Regions from separate parts of the Sus scrofa genome. Here all the other regions are linked to region 3. The links are chromatin contacts, called in public Hi-C maps. All regions are on one chromosome and are shown on one strand. The core of a region is the stretch at or near the end of the contact, and the rest is flanking DNA. Distances in the headings are between cores, read along the strand shown.

The links. A called contact is a pair of places that touch in the nucleus more often than the background predicts.
Region 1: a Hi-C map of heart right ventricle shows a contact between it and region 3, with 3 times the contacts expected there. The contact joins the promoter of PI4K2A here to the promoter of RRP12 in region 3. A contact is called at or near these places in 3 of 47 Hi-C or Micro-C datasets (embryonic fibroblasts, heart right ventricle and omental adipose tissue) and 1 of 2 datasets of contacts at active chromatin or transcription factors (alveolar macrophages).
Region 2: a Hi-C map of skeletal muscle shows a contact between it and region 3, with 2.8 times the contacts expected there. The contact joins the enhancer-like site here to the promoter of RRP12 in region 3. A contact is called at or near these places in 11 of 47 Hi-C or Micro-C datasets (embryonic fibroblasts, heart right ventricle, liver and 6 more) and 2 of 2 datasets of contacts at active chromatin or transcription factors (alveolar macrophages and skeletal muscle).
Region 4: a Hi-C map of skeletal muscle shows a contact between it and region 3, with 5 times the contacts expected there. The contact joins the enhancer-like site here to the promoter of RRP12 in region 3. A contact is called at or near these places in 1 of 5 promoter capture datasets (liver), 18 of 47 Hi-C or Micro-C datasets (alveolar macrophages, blood, embryonic fibroblasts and 9 more) and 2 of 2 datasets of contacts at active chromatin or transcription factors (alveolar macrophages and skeletal muscle).

What each region holds. Positions count from the first base shown.
Region 1 is chr14:109,005,581-109,012,813 of Sscrofa11.1, forward strand. PI4K2A (phosphatidylinositol 4-kinase type 2-alpha) reads left to right here and starts at 2,563. Exons shown (of 9, transcript XM_001929034.6): 1 at 2,563-3,132. The coding sequence starts at 2,698.
Region 2 is chr14:108,982,226-108,988,908 of Sscrofa11.1, forward strand. HOGA1 (4-hydroxy-2-oxoglutarate aldolase 1) reads left to right here. Exons shown (of 7, transcript NM_001190169.1): 7 at 3,212-4,148. The coding sequence ends at 3,361. It overlaps MORN4 (MORN repeat-containing protein 4), which reads right to left. Exons shown (of 6, transcript XM_021072830.1): 6 at 5,514-6,683. Among named protein-coding and RNA genes, the nearest start is that of MORN4, 14 kb to the right of the region's middle. Within about 2 kb of position 1,581, at least 3 of the 83 cell types and tissues checked have an H3K27ac peak or open chromatin away from gene starts, as enhancers often do. A contact at or near this core is called in skeletal muscle, where this site is marked.
Region 3 is chr14:108,801,642-108,808,427 of Sscrofa11.1, forward strand. It overlaps RRP12 (RRP12-like protein), which reads right to left and starts at 3,872. Exons shown (of 34, transcript XM_021072760.1): 1 at 3,627-3,872; 2 at 2,860-3,092; 3 at 1,090-1,173. The coding sequence starts at 3,765.
Region 4 is chr14:108,930,131-108,937,743 of Sscrofa11.1, forward strand. All of the region lies in intron 1 of UBTD1 (ubiquitin domain-containing protein 1), which reads left to right. Among named protein-coding and RNA genes, the nearest start is that of HOGA1, 25 kb to the right of the region's middle. Within about 2 kb of position 3,406, at least 9 of the 83 cell types and tissues checked have an H3K27ac peak or open chromatin away from gene starts, as enhancers often do. A contact at or near this core is called in skeletal muscle, where this site is marked.

The sequences.
Region 1 (7,233 bases), core at 1,313-3,812, 200 kb after region 3:
TAGTCCAGAGGCTTTTGGCTATAGTTAACAGGGTCTAGTCCAGTTAAAGCACATTTTTTTCAATTCTGTTACATTTATTACCTTTTTTTTTTTTTTGGTCTTTTTTCTAGGGCCCCTCATGAGGCATATGGAGGTTCCCAGGCTAGGGGTCGAATCAGAGCTGTTGCTGCTGGCCTACGCCAGAGCCACAGCAACTCGGGATCTGAGCCGCGTCTTTGATCTACACCTCGGCTCACAGCAATGCTGGATCCTTAACCCACTGAGCAAGGCCAGAGATCGAACCCGCAACCTCATGGTTCCTAGTCGGATTCGTTAACCACTGTGCCACGACGGGAACGCCTACATTTATTATCTTTATTAATGCTCAGGCCATCTCATCTTTGGCCAATAGACCCTATTCAGATTGTCTCCCGAGTCCTTTTTTTTTTTTTTTTTTTTTTTTTCCCATAAGTACAGTTGACTTACAAGGTCGTGTTAGTTTCAGGTGTACAGCAAAGTGATTCAGGATATATATATGTGTGTGTGTGTGTATGTGTGTGTGTGTATATATTTATACTTTTTCAGATTCTATTCCCTTATTGTTATTACCAAATATTGAGTATAGTTCCCTGTGCTATACAGTAGGTCTTGGCTGATTACCTACAGTAATAGCAGATTGAATGGTCTGTTAGTGAAGTCCTCACCCAACCTGGTGCCATGAGGCAAATTAGTCACGAAATGCCTCTCAAACTTTAGCTGAAATTAAGACCAAAAAGCAGGGATTGTAAAGCAAAGAATGTTGCTCATATCCAGTTCTACAAGCATCAAGTCATCAGCCACTGCAAGTTATTGGCCTACAGTACATTGAAAGGAATTCAGGGTGAAGATCAGGATGAGGCACTTTGTGCTCTGAGAAAACTCACAGCCCTTAGTTAGATATTTCCAGGAGAAATTTTAGGAACCTGTTTTTTGCATCTTCCCATACTTAGAAAAGCACTAAAACTGTTAACTAGGTATCTGTTGCTTGTGAATAGCAATAACCTTCTACCAAGATGTATGCTTGATTGTAGTACCTATTCCTCAAAATCACATATATACTGACCTCCCCTCACCTCTTCAGGACAGTTCTCAGACCTCTCTGAGAGACTGTCCCCCACGTTATAATCCTCAGGTTTGTTTTGAATAAAATATTCCATTTCTTTCTTAGATTGAATACTGACTAATTTTTCATGGGTAACTGTGCCCTCCAGTGACCTAATTACATTCCTCCTTTAAGACAACTCACAGCACACGCTGAACTTGAGGCCCTCGCTGACTCTCCAACCAACCTCCAAGTCACTGAACTTTTAATATGGAGTTTCCAGCTCTCAATATCGGCTCTTTTTCTTCTAGGCCTCAGAGAGCTGTGTGTCTTCAGCTTGTGGGCAGGGACTACATGGTCCTCTTTTCCACTAACAAAAATGTACTGAGCACCCACTGTACATTTAGACACTGAGGTTTTACAGTGATGAAAAAAAGGTCATGGACTCTTTTTTTTTTTCTTTTTGCCTTTTCTAGGGCCGCTCCTGCAGCATATGGAGGTTCCCAGTCTAGGGGTCTAATTGGAGCTGTAGCCACCGGCCTACGCCAGAGCCACAGCAATGAGGGATCCGAGCCGCGTCTTCGACCTACACCACACCTCATGACAATGCCAGATCCTTAACCCACTGAGCAAGGCCAGGGATCGAACCTGCAACCTCATGGTTCCTAGTCGAATTCATTAACCACTGCGCCACGACAGGAACTCCTGGAATTTTTTAGTCTCATGGGACCATACCTTTCTTCAATTAACAAATATGCTCTAGGAGTTCCCACGGTGGCTCAGCGGTCAACGAACCCGACTAGCATTCATGAGGACGCGCGGGTTCGATATCTGGCCTCCATCAGTGGGTTAAGAATCCCGCGCTGTGGTGAGCTGTGGTGTAGGTCGCAGACGCTGCTCGGATCTGGCGTTTCTGCGGCTATGGCGTAGGCCATCGGCTACAGCTCCGATTGGATCCCTAGCCTGGGAACCTCCATATGCTGCGGGGGCAGCCTTCAAAGTACAAAAAGGAAAAAAACCAAAAAAATATGCTCTAAGCATTGGGTCAGGCAGTGTGTAAGCTACATGAAGACTAGAGTTAAAAAAAAAAAAAAAACTTTTTATTTAGGTAGAAATTTTTGTTTCTTTGCTTCTCTTCTGTCTCTCCAGCAAACAGGAGGTGCTCAATACATATTTAATGAATGAGTGCACGATGCAACGACTCCAGATCAAGAGTTCTCCAGTCTCTCAGCTCGTTCATAATAGGCACTCAAGTAGACTGACTGATGAGGTAGGCGGCTTTATTGAAGGTTCCCAAACAGGCGCAGGCAATCGGAAGTTAAGTGCAGAGTAGGATCGAAAAAGCAGAGGGCGTGTCTGACCCGCCGCTGACTCTTGGAGCATGCGCAATCTTCACAGAAGGTGACGGGCGAAAACTGCGGAGGCCGCGATTGCGTAGGCGCTGGTTCTGATTGGTTGCTGTTTGCGCGCGAGGGGTCGTGCCTACTCGTCGCCAAGTAAACAGGGAGGGTGGGGGCGGGGCCAAGAAGCACCGTAATCTGGTTGGCCAGGCGCGGGTTGGGGGGTGTCGCGGATTGGTCCGGGCCGGAGCTCAGCTGTGTGGAGCGCACCGGGTCCCGGAGCCCGCGGCCTGAGGGATGGACGAGACGAGCCCACTAGTGTCCCCCGAGCGGGCCCAACCTCCGGACTACACCTTCCCGTCCAGCTCGGGCGCTCACTTTCCGCAGGTGCCGGGGGGCGCGGTCCGCGTGGCGTCGGCGGCCGGCCCAGCCCCCTCTCCGCCGGGCTCACCAGGCCACGACCGGGAAAGACAGCCACTGCTGGATCGGGCCCGGGGCGCGGCGGCCCAGTGTCAAACCCAAACCGTGGCGGCACAGGCCCAAGCCCTGGCCGCCCAGGCCGCGGCGGCGGCTCATGCCGCGCAGGCCCACCGCGAGCGGAACGAGTTCCCGGAGGACCCCGAGTTCGAGGCGGTGGTGCGGCAGGCCGAGCTAGCCATAGAACGCTGCATCTTCCCCGAGCGCATCTACCAGGGCTCCAGCGGAAGCTACTTCGTCAAAGACCCTCAGGGGGTGAGAGCGGGCTGGGGACCGAGGCCGCGGGCTTCGGGGAGGGTGGGCCTGCCGGGCGAGTTTGAGGCTTCGCACAGCCATAGGGAGAAGGGGGGCTGAAAGGCTGCAAAAGGGATAAACTTCATAGTGCCGAGCCTCTTGGCAGGATTTTGGAGTGCCATTGAGGACTGGAGATGGAGAAGCTCTGCGGAATGAAGAAATAAATCAGAACTTATTTGGTAGGGGAGGAGGGAGCGGAAAATGAAAAGAGGAAATTGACCAGATACAGGCGAAGGGCCCGGCAGTGTGGTGGGGCAATCGGCCTCTGGACAGAAACGCGGGGAAATGCTGCTTTCTACTAGGTTCCTGAGCTTTAAACTATAGAGACTGCTATTTGTCCACTGACTTAACAAATTTAAGCCCGTTCTCTCTTTATGGACAGAACCAGTGTTGTCGCTGTGCATTGAGGAGAATGGGTGACCCATAAGGGGCTCTGAGGGTTCTTTTCCATCTTTCTGTGCTGTGGAGATGTCTCCTGCTACCGTCCCAGGTCTCTTATTGGCAGACGTTGGTGATAGAGTGGGTGGATTCACCAGTTTCATATGTACTGATCATTGCTCACTTCTGTGAAATTGTTCAAATCCTCTTTTATGGTTCCTCAGTTTAGAATGTGAAGTTTGAGAAACATGGGACTATCAACTACCTTTTAACCTTCACTTTTTACCTAGGACACTCAGAAGTTTGCTTTTTTCAGGAAGGCGAAGTGTTTGGCTGACCTCTGTTTTATCACTGGCATGTATTTAAAGGAGGTTGGGGATGGGAAGGAATGGGGCATGAAGCGATCAGGGCAGCTGACAAGTGACTTTTATACTTTTGATAATTGCAGAAGAATTTAAGGCATTTAGATCAAACTAGAGGTATCTTTGGAATATCAGTGAGTCAAAAAAATATCAAGTCTTCCCTGTTAAAGTTCTCGGCTGGACCAGTATGGTTTATTGGAAAAATATATTATTGTTATAGTTATTAGAAGGGTGGGTATCAGAGCTCTCTTAAATTTCCCCTGTGTGTCAGATGGGTGGTGCTGAGTGGCCAGGATGGATGGTCACTTTGCAGCTCTTGGTTAGGTTCATTGAAGGGTCCGATTATTCTCCCAGATGTTGCCCCTGAATTACCATCAAGAACCAGAGAGCAAATCTGCTCTCAACTCAATTAACATAAACTGAGATGGGGGAAAGCTTTGAGAGTAAAATCTTTCCAAGTCCCTTAAATGAGAGAGCAGTGAGTTAAATTGAAAGCTCAAAGGGGAACTGTCACTTCTAGAAAGAAAGAAAGGTGGGTGTCCTGAGGTGTTTTTTGTTTTGTTTTCTTTTGATTTGGGGTTTGTTTTTTTTTTGTTTTGTTTTTTTGGCTGCACCCCCAGCAGCATGAGGAAGTTCCTGGGCCAGGGATTGAACCTGAGCTACACCAGATCCTTAACTCCTTGCCCTGAAGTTTAATGCAAGATGTTTTTGTCTTTTTAATTTGGTAACCAGAATGAGATCTAAGATATGAGTGGTTTTTATTTTATTTTGTTGTTGTTAGCTTGTTGGCTGATGTAAGAAGGGACTGAGATTGTTAGGTACAGAAGTAGGAGGAAGGTTTTCATTTTTCTGTTGTGACACTGTTACAGCGCCACTGGAAAGTGGGTCAGGTGAGCTAAGAAGTGATCTGGTGCTCTGACATGTGGGTGTAACGTGATCTCTCAATTCTATCTGGCAGGTAAAGTACCACTACATTGGTCCATAGCCACAGAGAATGGCAGACTATGGATATGCTTCTTGGTAATTGCAAGATCTTAGTCTCTCAAATTTCCTGGCCACTGCCCTTTCTTAGAGGGGAAATCAAAACACATATGGCCGGACAAAACCTATTAATTTAACCATCCTGTTCCCATTGAGGAGAATGTGGTTCAGAGCAGAGGCTCACTTCCTAAATGCTGTGGTAGATTGTATTGGACCACAGACTCGCTGTAGTTGGTTTTATCATCTTTGGTTCTGCTCCAAAGTGTGTTTATTTATTTTATTTAAAAATACTTTATTTAAAAATACTTAGCTTTTGGAGTTCCCATCATGGCTCAGCAGTTAACGAACCCAACTAGTATCTGTGAGGACGCTACTTTGATCCCTGGCCTTGCTCAGGGGTATAAGGATCCGGTATTGCCATGAGCTGTGGTGTAGGTTGCAGGTGCAGCTCTGATCCCATGTTGCTGTGGCTTTGTCTTAGGCTGGCAGCTACAGCTCTGATTTTACCCCTAGCCTGGGAAGCTCCATATGCCATGGGAGCAGCCCTAAAAAGACAAACAAACAAACGAATGAATAAATAAATAAACAAAAATACTTAGCATTTGGGAGTTCCCGTTGTGGCGCAGCAGAAACAAATCTGACTAGTATCCATGAGGATGCGAGTTTGATCCCTGGCCTCGCTCAGTGGGTTGGGGATCCAGTGTTGCCATGAGCTGCGGTGTAGGTTGCAGACTCGGTTTAGGTCCTGCGTTGCTCTGGCTGGGGCATAGGCCGGCAGCTGCAGCTCCTATTCGACCCCTAGGCTGGGAACTTCCATATGTGGGTGCGGCCCTAAAAAGCAAAAAAAAAAAAAAAAAAAAAAAAAAAAAATTTAAAAAACCAAACCAAAACAACAACAAAAAAAACGCTAAACATTTATTGTATGCCAGGTACTATTTAAAGTGCTTTACAAATAATAATTCACTTAATACTTGTAACACCTTTGGAAGGAGGTACTATTATCCCCACAGACAGTAACACCAAGGCACACAGTATAACTAATTCACCCAGGGTCTCCCAGCTGGTAAGTGGGAGGCAAGATTCCGACCCAGGCAGACTGGCTCCAGAGTTCATGCTTCTAACCACTATGTCCTGCTGCCTCAGAGTTAGTCATCTGAATCTCTGGTTTGTCTTTTCAGGTACCATATTGGTTAGGGCTAAATTTGGCTCTGCGTGACAGAAAATTTTAAATAATAATAATAACTTGAGTAAAAGTGTATTTGACTTCATAAAAGGAGTCTACAGGCTGCTCAGAGCTGGCATGGCGTTTCACTTTATTAGGGATGTACTATGAACAGTATGCATCCTTCCATCCAGCTGGCCAGCTAGCTCTAGCTTGTGGCTTCTACTTCATGATCCAAGAAGTCTGCTTAAACTGCAGACATCCTGTCTGCTTTTCCGCCCTTTGGAGGAGAGGGAGAGGATGCCCTGTCCCTGTAAGATATTTCCTAGAAGTTGCACCAGACTCTTCTCCTTACATCCTGTTGTCTAGAGCTTGGCTGCAGTAGTGGCTGGGAACTATAGTCTTTATTTTGCCAGCTGAAAATAAGGACCCGTGTCCAAGGAAGAAGAGGGAAAGAGAGTGGGGGAACCAGCAGTTTCTGCCACAGGTACTTTTGGAGCTGGATGATCTGACAGGTTTTTGAGGATAATAGCCTCGATTCTCTTTCCAGTTTAGGATGGTTTCTTCCTAAGGATGAACAAGTGGGGACCTGGAACAGTAAAATGGAAAATGCTCAATCAGGAGTCACAGCTGAGGGTGCTCATATTACCCTCCTCACCTACATCCTTGTGCAGCAGGTCTCATGCTCAGTCACCTGCCAAACTATTTTTGGGGCATTTTCGGTTTTGAGAGGCTGATAATACTAGATGTGCATATTGCCAAATCATAGAACAGCATGTGATTCACTGGTTTATTAAGAGGATTCAATGAGATATCACACATGAAAGCTGCTGACATAGTTCCTGTTGCTTAGCAGGAGTTCAGATTGTTTTTTTAGGGCTGGAGGCGGTGGGGGGGGAGAGGGTGAACACCCATGGCATATGGAGGTTCCCAGGCTATGGGTTGAATCGGTGCTGTAGCTGCTGGCACAGCAGCTCGGGATCTGAGCTGTGTCTGCAACCTACACCACAGTTCACAGCAATGCCAGATCCTTCACCTGCTGAGTGAGGCCAAGGATCACACCTGCATCCTCATGGATACTAGTCACATTCGTTTCCCCTGAGCCACAACAGGAACTCCAGAATGCTTCTTTTTAATTTAGATGCCCTCTGACCTCTGGATTAAGCTTTCTTGGATACT
Region 2 (6,683 bases), core at 331-2,830, 180 kb after region 3:
AAAATTCACAGCATTTTTTTCATTTAAAATATTTTATCTAGGAGTTTCCTGGTGGTTCAGTAGGTTAAGGATCCAGCATTGTTGCCATGGTGGCTCTGGTTTACTGCTGTGGCACAGGTTCGATCCCTGGCCTGAGACGATTCTCGTGCTGTGGGCATGGCCAAAAAGAGATATTTTTATCTATACCAAAAACATAACTGATTAGAATTTTAGGAGTTCCCATTGTGGCTCAGTGGAAGTGAATCCGACTAGGAACCATGAGGTTTCGGGTTTGATCACTGGCCTTGCTCAGTGGGTTAAGGATCCAGTGTTGCTGTGAGCTGTGGAGATGTGGCTTGGATCTGACGTTGCTGTGTCTGTGGCGTAGGCTGGCGGCTACAGTTCCAATTTGACCCCTAGCCTGGGAACCTCCATATTCTGCGAGTGAGGCCCTAAAAAGCAAAAAAAAAAAAAAAAAAAAAAAAAAAGAATTTTACTCCCCTGGCTTGAATGGAAGCAAACACATCAAAACAATTTTTTTGCCCAAATCCACTTTTGTGTACATAGGGACACACATGATTAGTCTGCCTCAGGCTACATTATGACAGGGCATGGCTCTGTTGGATCCTGCCTTTATTTAAAACTTTGCCAAAAAAACACAAAAACAAAACAAAAATGGCAAAAAAAAAAAAAAACAACCTTTGAAGATAAATCAGTAAACAAGTGGGAGTTCCCATTGTGCCTCAGTGGTAACGAACACAACTGGTATCCATGAGGATGTGGGTTCAATCCCTGGCCCTGCTCAGTGGGTTAAGGATCTGGTGTTGCTACGGCTGTGACATAGGCTGGCAGCTGTGGCTCTGATTTGATCCCTAGCTTGGGAACTTCCATATGCCACAGGTGGGGCCCTAAAAAGAAAAAAGAAAAAAAAAACTTTGGCATTTTTTGCATTAAGGATTTTTTTTTGCATTGATTTTTTACTTTTTAAAAAATATTGCATTAAATATTTGTCTTGTGACAGTGTTTTTTGGTGGCCCCTCAAGTTTTGCCTCTGAGACGACAGTCCCAACAGAGCCAGGCAATGTTTTGTTCCCTAAAGCGGTGGGCAGACTCCAGACTTCCCCACAGTTTGTATCTTTCCCTCCAAGAGACAGATTAACTCAGATGTAGAGAAAGGACAGCTGAGGAGGCAAGCGTGAGTCTCCCTGGGTGTGAAGGTTCTCCTGGGATAGGACGCTCTAAAAATAGGGCATAAGAATTGGAGAAATGAGGGTCTTTCCACTGAGGCCCCCACCCACCCAAAGGCCCAGGCTGTGCTACACATTCTGGACATGCCACTGCGTTAGGACCTCCACTCTCCCACTCCCAGCTGCCTGCAAGAAGGTCCCAGAACCTACCTGCCCCCAGAACAGGAAGAGGAGCTTCCAGGCCTCTTGGCGTCTGGGCTAACAGTGCTATTTTTCTCATCCAATTCTTGTGATATGGGATCTCCTAATTTTTACAGACGAAGCAGCTCGGGCTGCCCCTTGGGAAGAGAGGATGCTGCCATCCTAGCCCTCGGCATGCCATCCTCTCTTACCCTTCCCTCTGTGCCTGGTCCTGTGCCAGCTCTGGGCACACACTCAGGAATGCCTTGGACACCTGTCTGCTGCCTGCGCTGTAGGCTCAACCACCCCAAGAGCAGCTTGATGTCACCTTGTTGCCCTGCCCTGCTCGAACGCAATGTGCTTCTTCTACCCTCCTGCCCAGCCGGCCTCCTGCCCCGACTATATTTAGGACTTTCCATGGTTCTTACCTCCAAAGCATTCCACCGTTTCTCAGGGTCTACAGAGGGCCAAGGCAGAGCTCTTCAGACACCTCTGGTGGGAGAAAGCATTCCTCTAGCTATTTCTTGTTTCCATTGTCTCTCCCACCCTACTCAGGTTTTGGGTGAAAAGCCCAGTTTGTTGGAACATCATGGCTGGAGCAGGGCCTAGGAGGAGGCTTCCTGAAGCCTACTGGCCTCTACGGCTGAGTAGGTATTAATCCTTCATTGATGCTTCTCAACCTTTTTACCCCAAACAACCTCTTTTTATTATTTTTACCCCTCATGAAGCCCATATTTCGAAGGTTTTACCTTCCCTCAGAAGAAAATTTTATTACATAATAATTACTTTCCTAGTTTTTAGGTAGTCAAAGATTAACCTAAAACTTCCCATCAGCATGAAACAACTAGTTGCAATGCTCAAAGAAAAGAAATCTGATGGGTTTTTTTTGGGGGGGGTTGTTTATTTATTTGTTTGGACTTTTAGGCCCACACCCACAGCCTATGCAAGTTCCCAAGCTAGGGGTCCAATCAGAGCTGTAGCTGCCAGCCTACACCGCAGCCACAGCAACACCAGATCTGAGCAGTGTCTGCAACCTACACCACAGCTCATGGCAATGCCAGATCCTTACCCCATGGAGTGGGGGCCAGGGAATGAGCCCACATCCTCATGGATACTAGTCGGGTTCGTTACTGCTGAGCCACTACGGGAACTCCAAATTTGATGCTTTATTTTCTCCACGCATGATTTTAAAGTATGACAATAGCTCTAAGTCTCCCATTACAATGGAAAAGACGTTAGAGATCCTGTGGTCTGGCCCCTGCATTTTTTTAGGCAAATGAACTTGCTCAGAGAGAAGTTAATGATACAAGGTTACACAGTGTAACTTCTTTGGACACTGACTCCTTGTTTTCCCTGTGGCAGCATTTGGATTGGGGTCAGGGAGGAGGGATGGGGGGATGGGGGATGGGGGATGGGGGCGACGTTGCTGCTGGGGTGAGAGAAGGTGGGCTGTGCCTGACTTCCCAGGCCCTCTGTGCCCTGGGTCAGGTTCAGGGACCTGGGCTGCAGACCAGTGATGGGACCCAGACCAGGGATGCTCTACTGCCCAGACCCACAGCGCTGCCTCTCCCATCCCAGCTGAGGATGCACTGCCACTCTCCTCCCTGATGGCGTGGATTCTCTCCCCAAACCAAAGGAGGCGCCTTCTGTCCTCTAGCCTAGGTTCTGGCATTGTGTTCTTTACTGCCCACCTGCCTTCTGGATTCCCAATCTGCTCAATCTAAGCCGCATAGATTCAGCAGAGTTACTTTACAGGAGGAGGAGGGTGGGAACCCTGACTTTCTGAAAATGACACATCTGGGTCCTGGACGTGTGTGGGCAGGGGACTCCCTCCCCAGTCTCTTCTAACAGGCCCTGCTTCGCAGGTGACCTGGCGCTTCGGGATCCCGGGGCTGAAGAAAACCATGGACTGGTTTGGCTACTACGGAGGCCCCTGCCGCGCCCCCTTGCAGGAGCTGAACCCGGCCCAGGAGGAGGTGCTGCGTTTGGATTTCACCAGCAACGGCTGGCTCTGAGGACCAGGAGGGGACGGCCAACCTGCTCCCATCTCAGCACCTGCCTTGCACTGGCAGCCTGAAGAGGAACATGGGTGGCGAGGGTTCGAGGCTCCCTTTCTCGCTTCAGTCCTCCAGGTAGCCTCTCTCCTGGCACTGCCATCACGCTCATCTCCTGCTCTCCCAGCCCAACAACCTCTGGCATTTGTATCCTGAAATCGGGGTCTCTGGAGACCTTCAGCCTGGGAAGGAGCAAAGTGACTTGTCTCCCTACTGTTCCTTCCTCTCCCCTGAGACATGTGAACCAGCAGCCAGAGGGGACGGACAAGGGGGCAGTTGGGCACCAATAAGCCATGTTTTACCGAAAGGAAGACTGCTTAGACTTGGGGGTACAAACCCAAGTCCAGTACAACACAGCGGGAAACCCAGGCAACTCCTAGGAACCCAAGTTCTGACTCCTTGCACTCGTTTGGGAAACCTGATCAGAAAGGGGTCACTGGTCCTTCAATAGACCCCCGAGCTGCATTCTAGCCCTTTCCTAAATCTGTGTGCTTCATCTCACATCGTCTCTAGCCTTGATCCCCACGGTCAAGTGCACCAGTGAGACAGCCCCATGGCTTGCTAGAACTGGTAAATAATGACACCTGGTGGATAAATGCTATATTCTAGAAAACTGTTCTAGCCACCCCGAGTCTGAAACATTAGGAAAAGGGACTTGGCCTGAGACAGGACCATCCCCTTGTCTATACACACTCTGCTTCTATTGTTGAGAACAATTTGTTATTGCAATAAAGCTTAATAGGTTAAACTAGTGTGGCTATGTATGGATGGACACCCCACTGCTATGCAGGTTTCCTGCCCAGATGTCCAGAACCTTCCTAGAGCCAATTTAGCTCCCAAGGTCTGTTTTTTTCGCAGCTCTGAGAGAGGCCCAAAGGATACTGAGCAAACATAGGCAAGAGATTATTGGCAGCCTAGGGAAAAAGCTTATTGAGGTTTTAAATGAGAGAGGTAAGAGACAAAAAGGTTCAAGTGGGATATTTAAAAACACTTACCACATTAATTTAAAAGGCTCTTTTCTCTAAAATGTTTAATCTTATTCAGTGATATCTGACTAGTGGCAGAAAACCTGAGATGAATTTTTAAAAAAAAAAAAAAAAACTCTTTTGGTTAAAAAGGAAGGTTCCCATTGTGGCTCAGTGGGTTGCAAACCCGACAAGTATCCACAAGGATGCGGGTTCAATCCCTGGCCTCGATCAGCGGGTTTAAGGATCTGGAGTTACTGTGAGTTGTGGTAGAGGTTGCAGACGTGGCTCAGATCCTGCGTTGCTGTGGCTGTGGTGTAGGCCGGAGGCTGTGGTTCCAATTCAACCCTTAGCCTAGCAACTTCCATACACTGTAGGTGTGGCCCTAAAAGAAGACACACACACACACACACACACACACACACACACACACACACACTACACAAAAGGTAAACAGATACTTTTTTAGGGCAAGGGCTAGAGGAGAGAGTACAAAACGTATCAACCTTCAGCAGAAACTGAGCACCTGGGTTTGCCTCACACACAACTTCTGGAGGGTCTGGGCTCAGATGAGAATCAAGTTTAGGAAGGCGCAAAAGGGGCTAGGGAGGCAGGCTAGTGTATGGCTGAAGAGTTCAGTCTCTGGGCTTAAAGTGGCTGAGCTGAAGTTCTTGGCTCTGCAACTTAGTGCCTGCAGGACTCTGGAGAATAATTTAACTGTCCTGAACCGTATCTGTAATCAGGGATAATAATGGTACTTTGCTCTCAGGGCTTATGAGATCACGTATGTAAAAGGGTTAACGTGGCAGGTGAATGTGCCAAGACTTGCCTGAGGTGACCCAGCAGGTGTGACAACATCTGGTCTCAGGCCGTGGGCACCAGGATGCTCAAGGTAAGAAGAGTACAGAAAGCCCAGGATACAAATCCCACCCAGCTCTGCCACTCCCTAGTTTGGGTGACCTGAGCCTGCTGATTTCTTTTGAAAAAAATGTTCCTACCCTGCAGAGTTTTCGAGAATTAGATGCTATTAGGTAGTAAAGTGTGCAAGGTCAGTTTCAAGCCTCCATCTATGATTAACTTTTTAGAAACAGCAAACAGGTCAATATTCCTAAGAATACAGAGCAAGAGAGTCAAGAAAACAAACTATAGGCAGTTCTGGTGATTTGTTTATTCCTCATAAACACTTGTTTCTACAGTACAAGTCAGAGAATAAACAGAGGCACACAGCTATAATTTCCACCACAATCTATGTGGAGGGGACACTGAGCGTGAGGATCAGGGGCTGGGGGTGGGGTGGGGGTGTGTTTGGGTCACAGGGTCATGGGAGGCCCCTGTGATGAACTGTGCAGGGATCCTATTGGTCAAGATCTGATCCTGAGGCCCGATGGCCAAGGCTCACGGTGGGAGAGTTCCAGTGAACCCAACGCTCTTTAGTTCACTGCCGTCCAGCATGGGTCCAATTCTACCTGAACGCCAAGGGGTTGAGGTGGGCCTGACCTACTGGTCCAGTGGGAAGGATCCATGTCGGCCCAAGCCACTCCTAAGGATTCAGGTCACTCTGTGATAGGGCCTGACGCTGTCCAGAGATGTCTGCTCTTTGCCCCGAAGTAAGTGACAAACTCATACAGTGACTGTTTACATCCGTTTCTTTTTGACTAGAGGGATCCTGTCCCAGGTCTAAGGAAGGAAAAAGGGGCCCAAATGATCTGCTGGAACTCAGGTAAGGAAGACAGCGGGTAAAGTCAAGGGTGAGGGAAGGAGCACTTCACGGAACCCACAGGAGCAGGAGGCGGACACGAGTACTGGTCTGGTCAGACAAGGGAGAAGCCTGGGGCCACCACGGCCACCAGAAGCGAACCAGGGAGTAAGAGACAGAAAAGCTGTGGCCTTGACTTTCACAGGACCACAGTGATGTATGTCTAAGCTGCCCCTGTCGTTTCCCTTCTTTCTTTCCAGGGCGGCACAAAGCCCTGGCCCTGATCTGGGGCTGGGATCATCTGCCCCAATGAGAAGCAGAAGGGAGAGATTCTGCATCACTCGGCAGAAAAGGAAGTGGGAGGAAGGCAGCAGCTGGTCTGTGCTGGGGGACCAGAGTGTTAGGGATGGAGAGACCCAACGAGCAAGAGAGGGGAAGGACAGAGCAGGTAACTGCAGCTGCAGGGGCCTCCCGCCTGAGATCGAAGCCCTGCCTGGCAGGTGATGGGGCCACTCCCAGGGCTTCCGCTCCCAGGTCATTCAAATCTCCTTTCACATCGGTCTGTTGGTTCACCTCGAGCGGGTGGCAGGGCCCTCCTGGTTCCTGGTCAGCTGGGCGTGGC
Region 3 (6,786 bases), core at 2,622-5,121:
CCTGGGGGACCTCCATATGCCGCAGGTGTGGCACTAAAAAGCAAAAAAAAAAAAATACTGCCTGACACTTGATGAAAATCATATATCACTATGTAATTTAGCTTATTATTCTAGAGCAGAGGTTAGACAGCGTTTTCTGTAAAACGTCAAATAATAAATATTTCACACTTTGCAGGCCTCATATGGTCTCTGCTGCATATTCTCCTTTGTGGGTTTTAACTATCTTGTAAAGATGTAAAAATCATTAACTCTCAGGCTGTACAAAAAAAAAACAAACAAAAAAAAAAAACAAAAAAAAACACACCACAGTCAAGATTATCCCCTTGAGCCATAGCTGGCCAGCCCCTTTTCTACAGCAGTGGTTTTCAAACTTTTACACCCTTAAAAAAACTATTGAAGATTCCCCAAAGAGGTTTTGTTTCCAAAAGTTATAACTGTTGATATTTACCACATTACAACTTAAAACTGAGAATTTCACACAACATAAGAATAGGCATTTGGGAGTTCCGGTTGTGGCGCAGTGGTTAACGAATCCGACTAGGAACCATGAGGTTGCGGGTTCGATCGCTGCCCTTGCTCAGTGGGTTAAGGATCCGGCGTTGCCGTGAGCTGTGGTGCAGGTTGCAGACGTGGCTTGGATCCCGCGTTGCTGTGGCTCTGGCGTAGGCTGGCGGCTACAGCTCTGATTCCACCCCTAGCCTGGGAACCTCCATATGCCGGGGGAACGGCCCAAGAAATGGCAAAAAACAACAACAACAAAAAAACCTAGCCTGGGAACCTCCATGTGCCGCAGGAGCAGCCCTAGAAAAGGCAAAAAGACCAAAGAAAAAAAAAGAAAATAGTTTTAATAGAGAATCCCCTGGGTGCAACTCAGTTTCATCAATTATGGGAATAAAATAAAATAGAGTCGCGGATTTCATTTTATAAGAATAGTGTAACAAACCCCATCAGGCTCATCAAGCCACTGAAACACTTTCACCTGTTCAAAGCTGTCCTGCTCTTCCTGCCATGCCGGGGGCCTCTGCCTTCACTCTGCAGCCTGAATAACCCGCTCCTCTTAACGCCCACCCCCAAGTCACAGCCACTCACCAGGGCAGCAAAGTATTCCGTCTCCGTCTCCTTCCCGCCCTGGGAGCGAATCACCTCAGTGACAGCAGCCAGGACAGCACAGATCTGCACATGGGGGAGGAGGCGCCAATGACATCTATTTCTGATCAAACACCATCCCAGCCTCTTTTCCTTGCTCCTTCACAAGTTAACCTGACAAAGCCCAGGGCACACAAGATGAGCAGTGTCCAGAGCCAGGGGAATGAATACACCTCGGGGCCTGGCAAGTGGGAAGACCCACACGTGCGCTCAAAAGCTCCCTCCAGGGCTCCACCTCTTACAGAAACACCTGCACGAATGTACAAACGTTCATGCACAAATGTCTTTATGGCAACAACCAACTGGAACAACCAAGCAGCTGTCAACAGAGAATTAATAATGTACTCTTTTTGGTTGTTTGTGTGTTTCATTTTAGGACCACACCTACAGCATACAGAAGTTCCCCCGCTGCTGCGGCTGAAGGTGTAGGCCAGCAGCTCCAGCCCCAATTCAACCCTTGGCCTGGGAACTTCCATATGCTGCAGGAGCAATAGTAAAATAAGATAAATAAATAAATAAATAAAAATATAAACTACTGAAAAATAAATAACATGTAGTTCATTTAGATAAAACATTTTCAAACCACCAATAATTATTCGGGATTAACTTACCTGACAAATGTTTCCTGAAAACATTCTATATACAAAAGGCCTGTGTTAGGTACAGTTGAAGAGATAAACGTTTGCAAAATATTTCTTAGACATGAGGACATTGCCCATTTGGGGACATCTGAAAAATGTCAGTGGGTTAAGAATCTGAGTGCACCACCCTGGGTGGCAGCAGAGGTGCAGGTCTGATCCCTGGCCTGGTGCAGGGGGTTAAAGGATCCAGCATTGCCACAGCTGCGGCTCAGGTTGTTGTCACAGCTGTGGCTCAGATTCAGTCCCTGGCCTGAGAACTTCCATACACCAGGGGTGTGGCCATAAAAAGGAAAGAAAAGAAAAATATCTGGAAAATACCCTGAGGGACTTTACTCATGAGCTGAGGAGATGCTGTTAGAAGTAGTGGAGGAGTTCCTGTCATGGCGCAGTGGTTAACGAATCTGACTAGGAACCATGAGGTTGCGGGTTCGGTCCCTGCCCTTGCTCAGTGGGTTAACGATCAGGCGTTGCCGTGAGCTGTGGTGTAGGGTGCAGACGCGGCTTGGATCCCGAGTTGCTATGGCTCTGGCGTAGGCCGGTGGCTACAGCTCCGATTCCACCCCTAGCCTGGGAACCTCCATATGCCGCAGGAGCGGCCCAAGAAATGGCAAAAAGACAAAAAAAAAAAGAAGTAGTGGAAACTGGGAGTTCCTGTCATGGCTCAATGGTTAACAAACCCGACTAGCATCCATGAGGACTCGGGTTCGATCCCTGGTCCTGCTCAGTGGGTTATGGATCCAGCACTGCTGTGAGCTGTGGTGTAGATCACAGAGGCAGCTTGGATCTGGCATTGCTGTGGCTGTGGCTGTGGCTGTGGCGTAGGCCGGCGGCTACAGCCCTGGTTGGACCCCTAGCCTGGGAACCTCCATATGCCACTGGTGCGGCCCTAAAAAGATAAAAGACGGGTGGGAAAAAAAAAAAAAAAAAGTAGTGGAAACTGCCCCAGAAGAAGAAATGAGTAGAGGACAAAAAGGGCAGGACACAATATCCATAGATTCCAGCTGCTGTCACCAATCAACAGTCCAACTGGCCCCCCTCACTAGCCTCCTGCTGCCCTGACCCTCCCCCTTACCTCCTTGTGGGCAGCCGAGTTAGACTCCCAGAAGCGCTGCACTTTGCTGAAGGTGACATTTGTGCAGTCGGAGAGGCCACTCAGGAAGGTGCCTGAAGATTTCTCTGTGAGAGCCGGGGCCACCTCTTCTTCTTCCATGACTGTCTCAGGGGCTTCACTTTTGCCCAGGCGCAGAGACCCTGACTGCATCTCATTATGCAACTTCACTGCATCAACTGTCAGGTTGCTCTTTCCTGAGAACCGGGGGCATAGGGTAAGGCCCTTATTTTAACCCAAGCCGCCTTTTGGCCAAGAGAACAAGAACCCTAGGAAACAAACCTGTGGAGTCCAGGCCCCCAACCCGAGAGGCTAAATTCCGAACGCGGTCTGCCTCATTATCCCATTGTACACCTAGAACTTAACTCAGAAAGGGAACCCTCCAGGTAAAAGTTTCGCCGGTAGGAGTCAGCTAGGGGCTGCGGCGAGGGGCTTGGTTGAGAGATTAAGATGAAAGCGACTCGCAAAGAGTCACTAAGGTTAATTCCAGCCGAGAGTACTGACTATGATACTCCTGGTACCCTAGCCAAGTCATTTCCCTCCTGTGGACTCAGTTTCTGCATCTGTTAAATGGGGAAGGTGGACCTTTACAGCAGGCTCCAGATTGAACATTTTAAGAGAGGAAAGGCCGATGGTTGCTCCCCAAAGCCTCCAGAAGGCTCAGATCCATCAGGATCCAGCCCCGCCCAGAACCCCTCCGCCCGCAATGCCTTGGGTTGTCACCCTGCTACCTGAGGGCGGACTGAAGAAGCGGCTGCGGGCGGCCTGGCGGTGACGGCAGATGGCAGGGTTGCTTTCGCTGCTATGGCCTTTCTTCCAGCGCTTCAACTTGGCCGAGACGCCGGAGCGCAACTTCCCCGAGCGACCCATGTCGACTAAGCCGAGAGTGACTTTAAAGGACTAAGTTCCAGGGACCTAGAAACACGCGCAGGACCCACGTGGGTCCGCAGCCCACTTCACTTCCTCTTCCTCTGGCGTAACTTCCGCATTCGCGTCCGTCACCATGGCAAGAGCATCAACATCCGGTTTCACCTAGCGTCCAGGTTCTGATAGGGAGGGGCTCCTGAGAGATCTGCTTCTAGGGAGGAAGTTTTGGTGCTGCCGAGTCTCTAGGGCTCTTAGTCCAAGGCTTCGGTTCTTGGCTACAGAGGAGTGTCCTAAAACTGGAATTCCTTTGCAGGTTAAAGAAACATCGGAGGTCCCTGCTGGCCTCGCGGTTAAGGATCCTGCAATTGTCACTGCTGTGGCTCAGGTCGCTGCTGTGGCTTGGGTTCAATCCCTGGCCTGGAAGACGTGGCCAAAAAAAAGAAAAAGCAACCAGTGATGCTCCAAACTGGAGTTCCCTCGCGGCTCAGCGGGTTAAGGAACTGGGGTTGCCGCTGCTGTGGCTGCATGCCACAGTTGGGGCCAAAAAGAAAAGAAAAAAATAGCTTAGCTATTTTCATTTAATAATGGAGATATCCACTTGCTAAACCACCCCTGGCCTTATGATAGCACTCAAATCCCCCTAAATTAATCTCTTCTAATTCCACTTCAAAACCAGAAACCAATCCAGAACTGATTCCCACTCTCCTGATTCCCTCCCACAAATCCTTTATCTAGAGCCAAACTTTACAAAAGACCTTCCCTCCCTTCTCTTGCAGGGCAGAATTTCAAGATTCCTCTGGAATTCCCTCCCTCATTTCAAATCAATAAATCTAATTTTGTCAGACATTTGATCCTGGAGCTTTTGGCTGATTAGGTTCTAAATATCTGTCAACTTTAAAAAATTGCACAGGATCCCCGCTGTGGCACAATGGGATTGTGACATCTTGGGAGCAATGGGTCCAGTGTTCCATACCCAGCCCAGCATAGTGGGTTAAGGATCCAGCATTGCCATAGCTTTGGCTTAGGTCAAGACTGTGGCTCGGATCTGATCCCTGGCTCGGGAGCTCCATATGCCATGGGGCAGCTGACAATGAAAAAAATAAAAAATAAAAATAAAGATGAAAAAATTGCACAACCTGAAGTTTTATTTGGGGCAAAATTAGGACTTAAGCCTGGCAGACAGCATCTCAGGTAGCCTTGAGAAAACTGCTCCCAGGAGGTGAGAGGGGACCTGGGATATATATACAAGTTTTTGCAACAAAGGGAAGGTAGTAGGAACAAAAGATTTACAGAAAATATTTACAGAAAATCAGTTTCTCTGGGAAGATGTAAAGGTCTGGGCTTACTGAAATCACTCCTTTGATAGGCACCTCCGCTATGGGCCAGTCTTCTTTGTTTCTTTCCTGAGTGCTCTCAGGGCTCACCAGCTCACCCTTGGGAGTGGCTGCACTCAGAGGTGACCTTGACATCTTTTGTTTTGTCCACTTCACTATAGCCCAGGAGGCAGTATTTCAGACAGCTCTGGTGCTCCAAAGAGGAAAGGGGAAATATCAAGGTATAAGTGATAAAGGGGAAGGGGAAGTGGACACAGCCAAGCATGCATTTACAGACATTTTGCTGCTGATCTCGTCATCATGAAGGATCTTAGTGTTTTTCTAGATATGAGGAGAGGCAAGAATTGGGCTCATAGGAGTTCCCAGGTGGCACAGCAGAAACGAATCCGATTAGTAATCATGAGGTTTCGGGTTCGATCCCTGGCCTCACTCAGTGGGTTAAGGATCCGGCGTTGCCGTAAACTGTGGTGTCGGTCGCAGACCCAGTTCGGATCCCGAGTTTCTGTGGCTATGGTGTAGGCTGGCAGCTGTGACTCTAATTGAACCCTTAGCCTGGGAACCTCCTTATGCTGCAGGTTTGGCCCTAAAAGCAAGCAAGCAAGCAAGCAAGCAAGAAAGAAAGAATTGGGCTCATAAGATCTTCTCCTAAAAATATCTAACTATCTGAAGACCTCTTCCAGTTTTCCCAGAGCACAGGTGCCTCACTCCTGGTCTCCACCCTGCTGGGCTCCACTCAGGCAGTGCTGCGGGTATGTAGCTGCAGGGGCTCGTGATTTAATTCATGTAGAGGTGGCTGGCACGTGCAAACTCCAGGTCACGCATTCGTTTTACACACATTGTTTTTAGCTCCCACTAAGTAAAACACTTCAATGAGTCAATCTTCTAAATGAAACAGAAGCTGATTAAAATTTGAATCCTGCTTCTTTCACTGAATACAATGTGACTTTCTCCCCTTGTTATGAAATGACCCTGTCCCCCCAAATTCAAATGTTGAAATTCTAACTCCCAAAGATAACGGTAGTAGGAGGTGGAGCTTTAGGGAGGTGTTTAAGTCATGAAGGTGGACCCTCATGGATGGAATTGGTGTCTTGCAAAAGAGAGTACGAAGAGATGCCCATCCCTTTCCTCCATGTGAAGACAAAGTAGGAAGGCACTGGCTATGAACTAGAAAGTGGACCCTCACCGATCACACTGGCTCTCTGATCTTGAACTTCCAGTCTCCAGAACTGCGAGAAATTAATTTCCGTTGTTGATAAGCTATACAACCTTTGGCATTTTATTATAGCAGCCTGAGCAGACTAAGTGGCCCTTGTTCTTACATATCCTTCTGGAACAGAGCTTTCCACAAATGATTGCAGCTGATCTTTGGGGACCTTGTGGAGAACACAGACACCTAGCATCCTTTCCACAATAAAAATGCCATAAGGACAGGGTTTTCATTCTGCCATTTCCATTTCTTTATTTTTTATTTTTTTGCTATTTCTTTGGGCTGCTCCCGCGGCACATGGAGATTCCCAGGCAGGGGTCGAATCGGAACTGTAGCCACTGGCCTACACCAGAGCCACAGCAACGCAGGATCCGAGCCGCGTCTGCAAACTACACCACAGCTCATGGCAAGGCCAGATCGTTAACCCACTGAGCAAGGGCAGGGACCAAACCCGCAACCTCACGGTTCCTAGTCGGATTCATT
Region 4 (7,613 bases), core at 2,156-4,655, 130 kb after region 3:
ATCAAACCCGCAACCTCATGGTTCCTAGTTGGATTCATTAACCACTGCGCCACAATGGGAACGCCATGTGTCTAATTTATGATGGAGCTGATGTTCAAACCCAGGTCTGTGTGACTCCAAAATCTGGACCTTCAGCCTCTGGGTTTCTCTGTCCTGCTGCCTGTTACATAGCTAGTGCTCAGTGAAGGGTGACCATAAGATGGTTAACTTTCTAACCCTTCCATCCATCCAACCATGGAATAGCTTTCTCCCTGGCATCATGTTTCCGGACGTGCCCACAGAGGCTGCCTTGCCGGAGTGTCGAGTGGGTGGGGAGGTTGGTCTCCATCACTGAGCCCCAAACCAGCCATGCAGGATTTGAGTCTGTCAGCCTGGAGGAGATCTGGGTGCACAGTGGTGTCCTGGGCGGGCCAGCTCTCAGAGCACGTTCTTTCCTGGTGGCACAGGAAAGGTCAGGCCGACTTGGAATGCCTCCACTCTCACTCCTGAAGCGGGTTCTTCTTGCTACTTTTCTTTTTGGAGTATTTATCATCTCTGCGTTGAACCCCCGGCCATTTTAATATTCTAGCTATAAGTCAGCTTTCACTGGCAGTGGAGTGGTTTGTTAGAAACAGCTTACCTCCCCACCTCCCCATCCCTCCCCACGGGCAAGAGCCGTGGGGTTTGAGACGGGCCACATCATCTCTCAGAGCCTTGGTTTCCCCATCTGTAAATCGAAGGTGCTAGGATAAGTGACTTTAAAGTCAGTCCTGGAGTCAGGATTCTGCCGAGCTCCGGGGACCCTACCCTCTGCCGTGATGGAGTGGCATGTGTCTGAGTGAAGCACGGGTGGCACTGTCGCCCAGGGGGTCAGAGTCTCGGGTGTCACAAGTCAGGCCATGCCATTCGGCCTCTAGACACCTGGCTGCCAGGCTGGTGCTGGTCTGGACCCATCCCACAGGGACCTCTCCTGCCAGCAGGGCTGTGGAAAGCTGTGGTAGCAATGACCCGTCTCTCCTCCCTGGAGTCCTGAGGTAGCAAGGGGAGCTGGCCAGATACCGGAGACCTTTCTAGCAACCTCTGGGGAGTTCCTGTTTTATTTATTAGCCGCCATCCTCCCTCGTCTGCCCCAGGAAAAGTGCTGACCCTACGCTGTGCAGCCACACAGGGAAGCGGGCATCCATCAAGCCTGCTCTTTGTCCCTGTCAAGCTTAACCTCATTTAACCCCTGCATCGTCCTGCACTGTGAGGGAGAGACCAAGAGTCCACCACAGCAGGAGTTTTCAAAAATCACAGCAACTTTAGGAGGGGTCAGGGGGAAAGATGGTAGCCTTTCATTCTGTTAATTATATAATGGTAATGAGCATTATTGACTTGGCTTGATGACTGACTACAAAAGCGACTGTCTTTTAAGCCCCGGGTAGAGTGGTCTCTGTAGTCCTTACAGCAATCCCATGAGTGGGCCCTACTTCCTCTTTACAGATGGAACCCTGAGGCTTGGAATGATGAGGTGGGCCCTGGCACCCACACAGGTGGTCGGTAGCCAAAGACGCCCCCACTCCCTGCCCCATCCATGTGGAAGCTCATGTGGAAGTGAGTAGCCAGATTGGAGAGACAGGCTATGCTGCTTCTCCTAATTCATAGTTATCTGACATCCAGCTTCCCCTAGAGCTGGTAGTCCTGGAACTGTTCCCATTCAGGCCAGGCCTGTGTTGCACCTGAAAACAAAAATCAGCACGTGATGGAGATGGGAATATTTTCACTACAAGAAAGCAATAGACTGGGTTTTTTTGTTTTTGTTTTGCTTTTTTTTAGGGCCAAACCTGGGGCATATGGAGGTTCCCAAGCTAGGGGTCTAATCAGAGCTACAGCTGCTGGCCTACACCACAGCCACAGCAATGCGGGATCCGAGCCGAGTCTGCGACCTACACCACAGCTCACGGCAACACCAGATCCTTAACCCACTGAGCAAGGCCAGGGGCCAAACCTTTGTCCTCATGGATGCTAGTCAGATTCGGTAACCGCTGAGCCAGAAGGGGAACTCCTGTTTTGTTTTGTTTTGTTTTTTAATTCACATGAACTTAAAATAAGGATAGTTACTATCATTTCCCAAACACCCGATGCTTTAATTCTGCTGATAAAGTACATTGTTCTTTCCCAGTCGATCCCAGAAAAGGAGCTGCTGGTTTTACGGCCGGCTGGATCCCAGAGTAGACTCTGGGACTGGGGGGGGTTCTGTTTCTAGAGATCAGACGGGCCAGGTTTCCCTCAGGAAATGGGGCAGGGGGCTGGCTGGAGGAAGTCACCTCGGGTCAGGGGCAGCGTTGCTCAGAGCCCAGCCTAGGATGCCCCCTTTCACCTCACCTGGCTGCTCAGCCGAGGGCCCCACGCTGGGGGCACAGAGCAGAGAGCAGATCAAGGCCCTGCTGCCCCAAGTGCCCCCCAGGAAATGTGTGCGTTGTGTGCACACGCAGTGAAAGCGCGCCCTGTCTCCACGGTGCAGGGCGCCCTTTGTCCACACCTGCAGCCGCCCGAGCAGGGGGCCCTGGGTAGGTTTATTTTTCTTGGCTGCACTTTGTCGTCTCTCCCGTCGGCCATGAAGATTCCGGGCCCTCACTGGCTGTGGTTTCTGACATCCAGCCCCTTGTCCTCCAGCAGGTTTCCTCTCAATACACCTCCAGGGCTGGTTCTGTCCCTTTGGACTGCCACCTCTGCCACCCTCTTTTTCTTTTTCTCCTCTCTTTTTTTTTTTTTTTTTTTGCTTTTTAGGGCCACAGCTGCAGCATATGGGTGTTCCCAGGCTAGGGGTCAGATCGGAGCTGCAGCTGCCCACCTACACCAGTTCTCCTCTCTGCTTTATGGGGATTTCTTCCAGGCAGCTCTGTCTGGTCCCCACCGCTCCCCCACCTCTCATCTGGCATCTGCCCTCTCCAGCTCTCCCCCACCCCCCTTTTTCTAGACTGTCCATTCACTTCATTCACTCACTCTTTGGGCAAACAGGGATTGAGACCTGCTGCGTACCAGACCCGGGCCTGTTTCTGGGACCCCAGAGGTAAACCGGAGGTGGTCCCAGCCTCAGGGGGACAAGCTGGATGATTGCAGGGAACTGCAGCTGCCCAGGTACAGGCGCCCTCACAGAGCTAAGTTCAAGGTTCCCAGAAGAGCCTCTCGTCCTTCAACCCTGCCCAGGACCCCTGGGACTCAACGTGCCCTAGGAAGGGATGCAGTTTAGGAAGCCTGGGCTGTCACTTAGCAACTGGCTCCACCCCTTTCCTTCCCTGAACCCTGGAGCTGGGCCTAAGGGAATGAATGCGAAAGATGGGCCAGGGCTGTAAAGAGGCCACGTGGGGAGGCCTCAGCTGAGCTGAGCTGGCCTAGCGCTTTCCTTTCGAAGGTTACTCAGGCTCTGAGGGTCATCTTGGGCTAAGTCAAACTATAAATACCGCGCTTCCTGAAGGGATTACCTGGGCTCCGCTTCCCCTGCCTGCACCCTCCTTGGCTGGGCTGAGCCTTTTCTGGACCTGCCCTTCTTTTGGATTGCTTATCCCCTCTGCCAGGTGCCCTTCTTCAGCCACCTCTCCGGTTCCCTGCAGCCCAGCTGTGACGGCCAGGGTGGAAGGGGAAGGGAGAGACTGGCATCTGCGTTCTGGCCAAAGAGCCCCCATAGCCCAGGCTTCTCCTTCTGCCTGGCATCTCATCTCTCACTCCAGCCAGAGCAAGCCCAGGCTTGTCACACAGTCAGGACTTCTGGGGAGCACTCTGCTGGCTCCATCCCTAGAACAGGGACCTGGGGATGGAGCTTGGTAACCGAGCCTGGAAATGGAGCTTGGGAATTGCGGCAGGTATAAATAGGGCCGTCTCCTGGCTTGGGTGGACTGACTGTCCTGGGAAATCTCTGCTTCCCCTTGGCTGGTCTCAGACTTGGTGTCACATCCCAGTGGCTCAGGTGTGCCAGTTCCCAAAGCCACAGTAAGGGCCTCTTGGGGTCTGAGATCAAGAAGTGGAGGGACAGCCCGACTTGGCCGTTGGGGCAGACCTTTCTCCAGCTTTTCCTGCTCTCAGCGGTGACTCCTCCACCTCGCTCCCTCCCCGTGCACCATGCATTTGTCAGGTCCATTTTCAACTCAGCAGACATTGGTGAGAACCTGGGGAGTTCAGGGGGAAGCAGCCAGGCCTGTTGTCCTCCCGTGGGTTCTAGAGACTCCTCTCTTGTGTAGTTATCCTGAATTAACTAGTGCGAAGCATGCACGCGCGCATGCACTCATAGCCACACCCCAGCTCCACGCAAATTGGAAGGGATCGTTAGTATTCTGTCTCCCACTCTTCTCTCGGAACCCTCCCTTGGGGGTGGTATCGCCAGACACTATTCATTATCCAGGCCAAACCGCAGCGTCCACTGTCATTACCCTCCCCCTGCAACCCAGACGGCCGTGCCCTCTCGCCCCTCCCCCTTGCCCCTTGGAATCTGCTCTCAGCAGCACCTTGGGAGGCTATCTGTTGAACTAGCTGATGTTAAGGTTTAGAGGAGCGTGCTCTTTCCACTTCTGTTTTGCTGTGTTCACAAGGGGGATTCTTTTTTTTTTTTTTTTTTTTTGTCTTTTTAGGGCTACACCTGCGGCATATGGAGGTTCCCAGGCTAGGGGTCTAATCAGAGCTGTAGCTGCCGGCCTACGTGAGAGTCACAGAAACCCCAGATCTGAGTGGGATTCTTCAATCAGAGTGAGTACCTACCCCAGCCCAGCCCTTGTGACTCTGGCTCACTGGGTCTGCGGTGGGCCCTGGGACACTGGCTTTTTAACCAGCACCTCAGGAGGGCCTAGCACAAGTGATGTTTCGGGCAACCCTTCAAGACCGCAACTTGTGGAGTTCCCGTCGTGGCGCAGTGGAAACGAATCCGACTAGGAACCATGAGGTTGCAGGTTCAATCCCTGGCCTGGCTCAGTGAGTCAAAGATCCAGCGTTGCCGTGAGCTGTGGTGTAGGTTGCAGACACGGCTCGGATCTGGCATTGCTGTGGCTCTTGGCGTAGGCCGGCAGCTACAGCTCCGATTAGATCCCTAGCCTGAGAACATCCATATGCCGAAGGTGCGGCCCTAAAACAAACAAACAAAACCCCCACAACTTTTGCCTCTGTCCTCAGAAACGTGCATTCTTTGCTCAGTTCCCTGGCCACCTTAGTTACAGAAACCCATGGTTTTCATGGGCATTTTGTACCTCCCCTATATATATAGGTGTGTACCTGAATCATTCATTGTTTTATAAATCTCTCTTCGGTCAACTTTCTTAAGGATAAGGACCACGTCTGTTACTCTGTCTTTGACCTGGAGCTTATCTAGAGCAGGTGGAGACCTAAGTAGGGGCCACTAGATGCTCCTGCTGCTGAAACCCACAGATCCTGCCTGGCTCTGAACAGAGGCTCCCAGAGCTGCCAGCAACTGAAATCCTAGAGGTTGTGGGCCTTGGGCTCTCCCGTTCACCACCCTCAAGCCCCACCCACAGCTCCCCAAACTCTTCCGAATTTTCTGTGGCTGCTTCTCAGAACTTTATATACCCTTTTTCCTTAACAACTTTCATTGTATTCTTTTTTTTCTTTGGCTGCACTTATGGCATATGGAAGTTCCTGGGCCAGGGATTAAATCCGAGCTGCAGCTGTGACCTATGCCCCCCAGCTGCAGCAATGCTGGATCCTTAACCCACTGCACCCAGCTGGGAATGGAACCCATGCTGCCACAGCGACAGTGCTGGATCCTTAACCTGCTGTGCTATAGCGGGAACTCTTCATTGTTTTATTCTTATAACTAAAGTAACTACTGCTTATTTTTGAAAACTTGGAAAGTATAAGCAAAAAAAAAAAAAAAAAATCATTGGTAACTGCCAATCAGATATAACCATTGCTGGAGTTCCCATCATGGCACAGCAGAAATTAATCTGACTAGGAACCATGAGGTTGTGGGTTCGATCCCTGGCTTTGCTCAGTGGGTCAAGGATCCGGCATTGCCATGAGCTGTGATGTAGGTCGCAGACATGGCTCGGATCCTGTGTTGCTGTGGCCGTGGTGTAGGCCAGCAGCTGTAGCTCTGATTCGACCCCTAGCCTGGGAACCTCCATGTGCTCTGGGTGCGGCCCTAAAAAGCAAAAAAAAAAAAAAAAAAAATATATATATATATATATATATATATGTAACTATTGTTAACATTTGGTGTAACTCCTTCCAGTGTTTTGATCTGATTTTTATTTATTTATTTATTTAGGCCACACCCACGGCACGTGGAAGGTCCTGGGCTAGGGATCGAACCCATGCCAAAGTTGCAACCTGCGCCACAGTTGTGGCAACACTGGATCCTTAGCGTGCTGCACTGCAGGAGACCATCTCAGTCTTTTTAATATGTATAATTTTACATACATTTGCAGCAATAAAAGCCAGAGCACAGACACTTGCTGTTCTCTAACCCTTTTTTCCCTGAATCACTGGGCATTTCCCTGCGTGACTCTGCCTCCCTCAGTCCCATCACAAAATGGGTGCCGCGGATGCACAGACATTATGTAGCTTTTCTCCTGGTGGCGTGCCTTTAACTTGTTTCTAGAAAACCAGGCGGAGTTAAACAGCTTTGGAGATGAACCTTCGCCACACACTTGTGATTATTTTCTTAGAATACTTTCTTAGAAACCAAACAGCTGAGCCAAAGAGATGCATACTTGTAAGTTTTTTGGTATCATAGCAACTGCCCTCCAGAAAGTTTGTACCAGCATATAAGAGCATTCACACCCTTTCCCCTGCCCGATATTTTTTGACTCAACTAACTGTAAAACGTCATTTTTTAAATGAATGAAATTTAAAATATTCTTCATCAATTTGCTTTTATGTTTAGAGTAAAAGCTTCCTTTTCTATTTAGTCTGTATCTGTGTCTAAAATTGTCAGCATCAGTGTGTGGGGATCCAGACATTTTGGCAAGTCTCTTATACATGCTTGCCTCCGGCCTGGGGAAGCTTGCTGGATATCTTTAAGCTGTGTGCTGAGTTTCAATCACTGTGAGCAAAGCCAGCCCCTGGCCCGGGGTGCTGCTGCTGCCCCCTGCTGGCGAAGTGCAGTGGTGGCTGAAAGGGCTGGCCTCCTGCCCTTTTCTTACCTCAACCCTCCCTCTTTCTTCCGCCACCACCCCATTTTAATAGTTTCTAGTATCTTCAGCCTGAAGGGAACCAGTGTGCAGGGTGAGGAGATTTTAAGCTCTGTGTCTTGGGTGATGCAAATGCAGTTACTGTTTGGGGAGGCTCACTGGCATTGCGTCTGTCCTGGTATGTGACGTGTGTCTCTGACAGCACAGACAGGAAAGCGTGCTTTTCTCTGGGTGAAGGGAGGGGACTCTGCAGGCAAAGTATTCAAGCAAAGCATCCTTCAGGTATGCGGGGCCTCCTGAGGTGACAGCCTTGAAAGGTGACGCCTTGGGGCTGTGTTGATATTAAAAAGAGAGAGGCATGCATACACAGTGACACTTCAGGTACCCTAAGGTCACCAGTAACCTGGATTGTCAGGGACAGGACCAGAACCTGACCATTGAAGTAAGGGAGGGTGGGCCATCTGAGCAAGAACAACAGATGTCCCCAAGCCTTGCCTCTCTTCTTCAGGAAACCTCTTT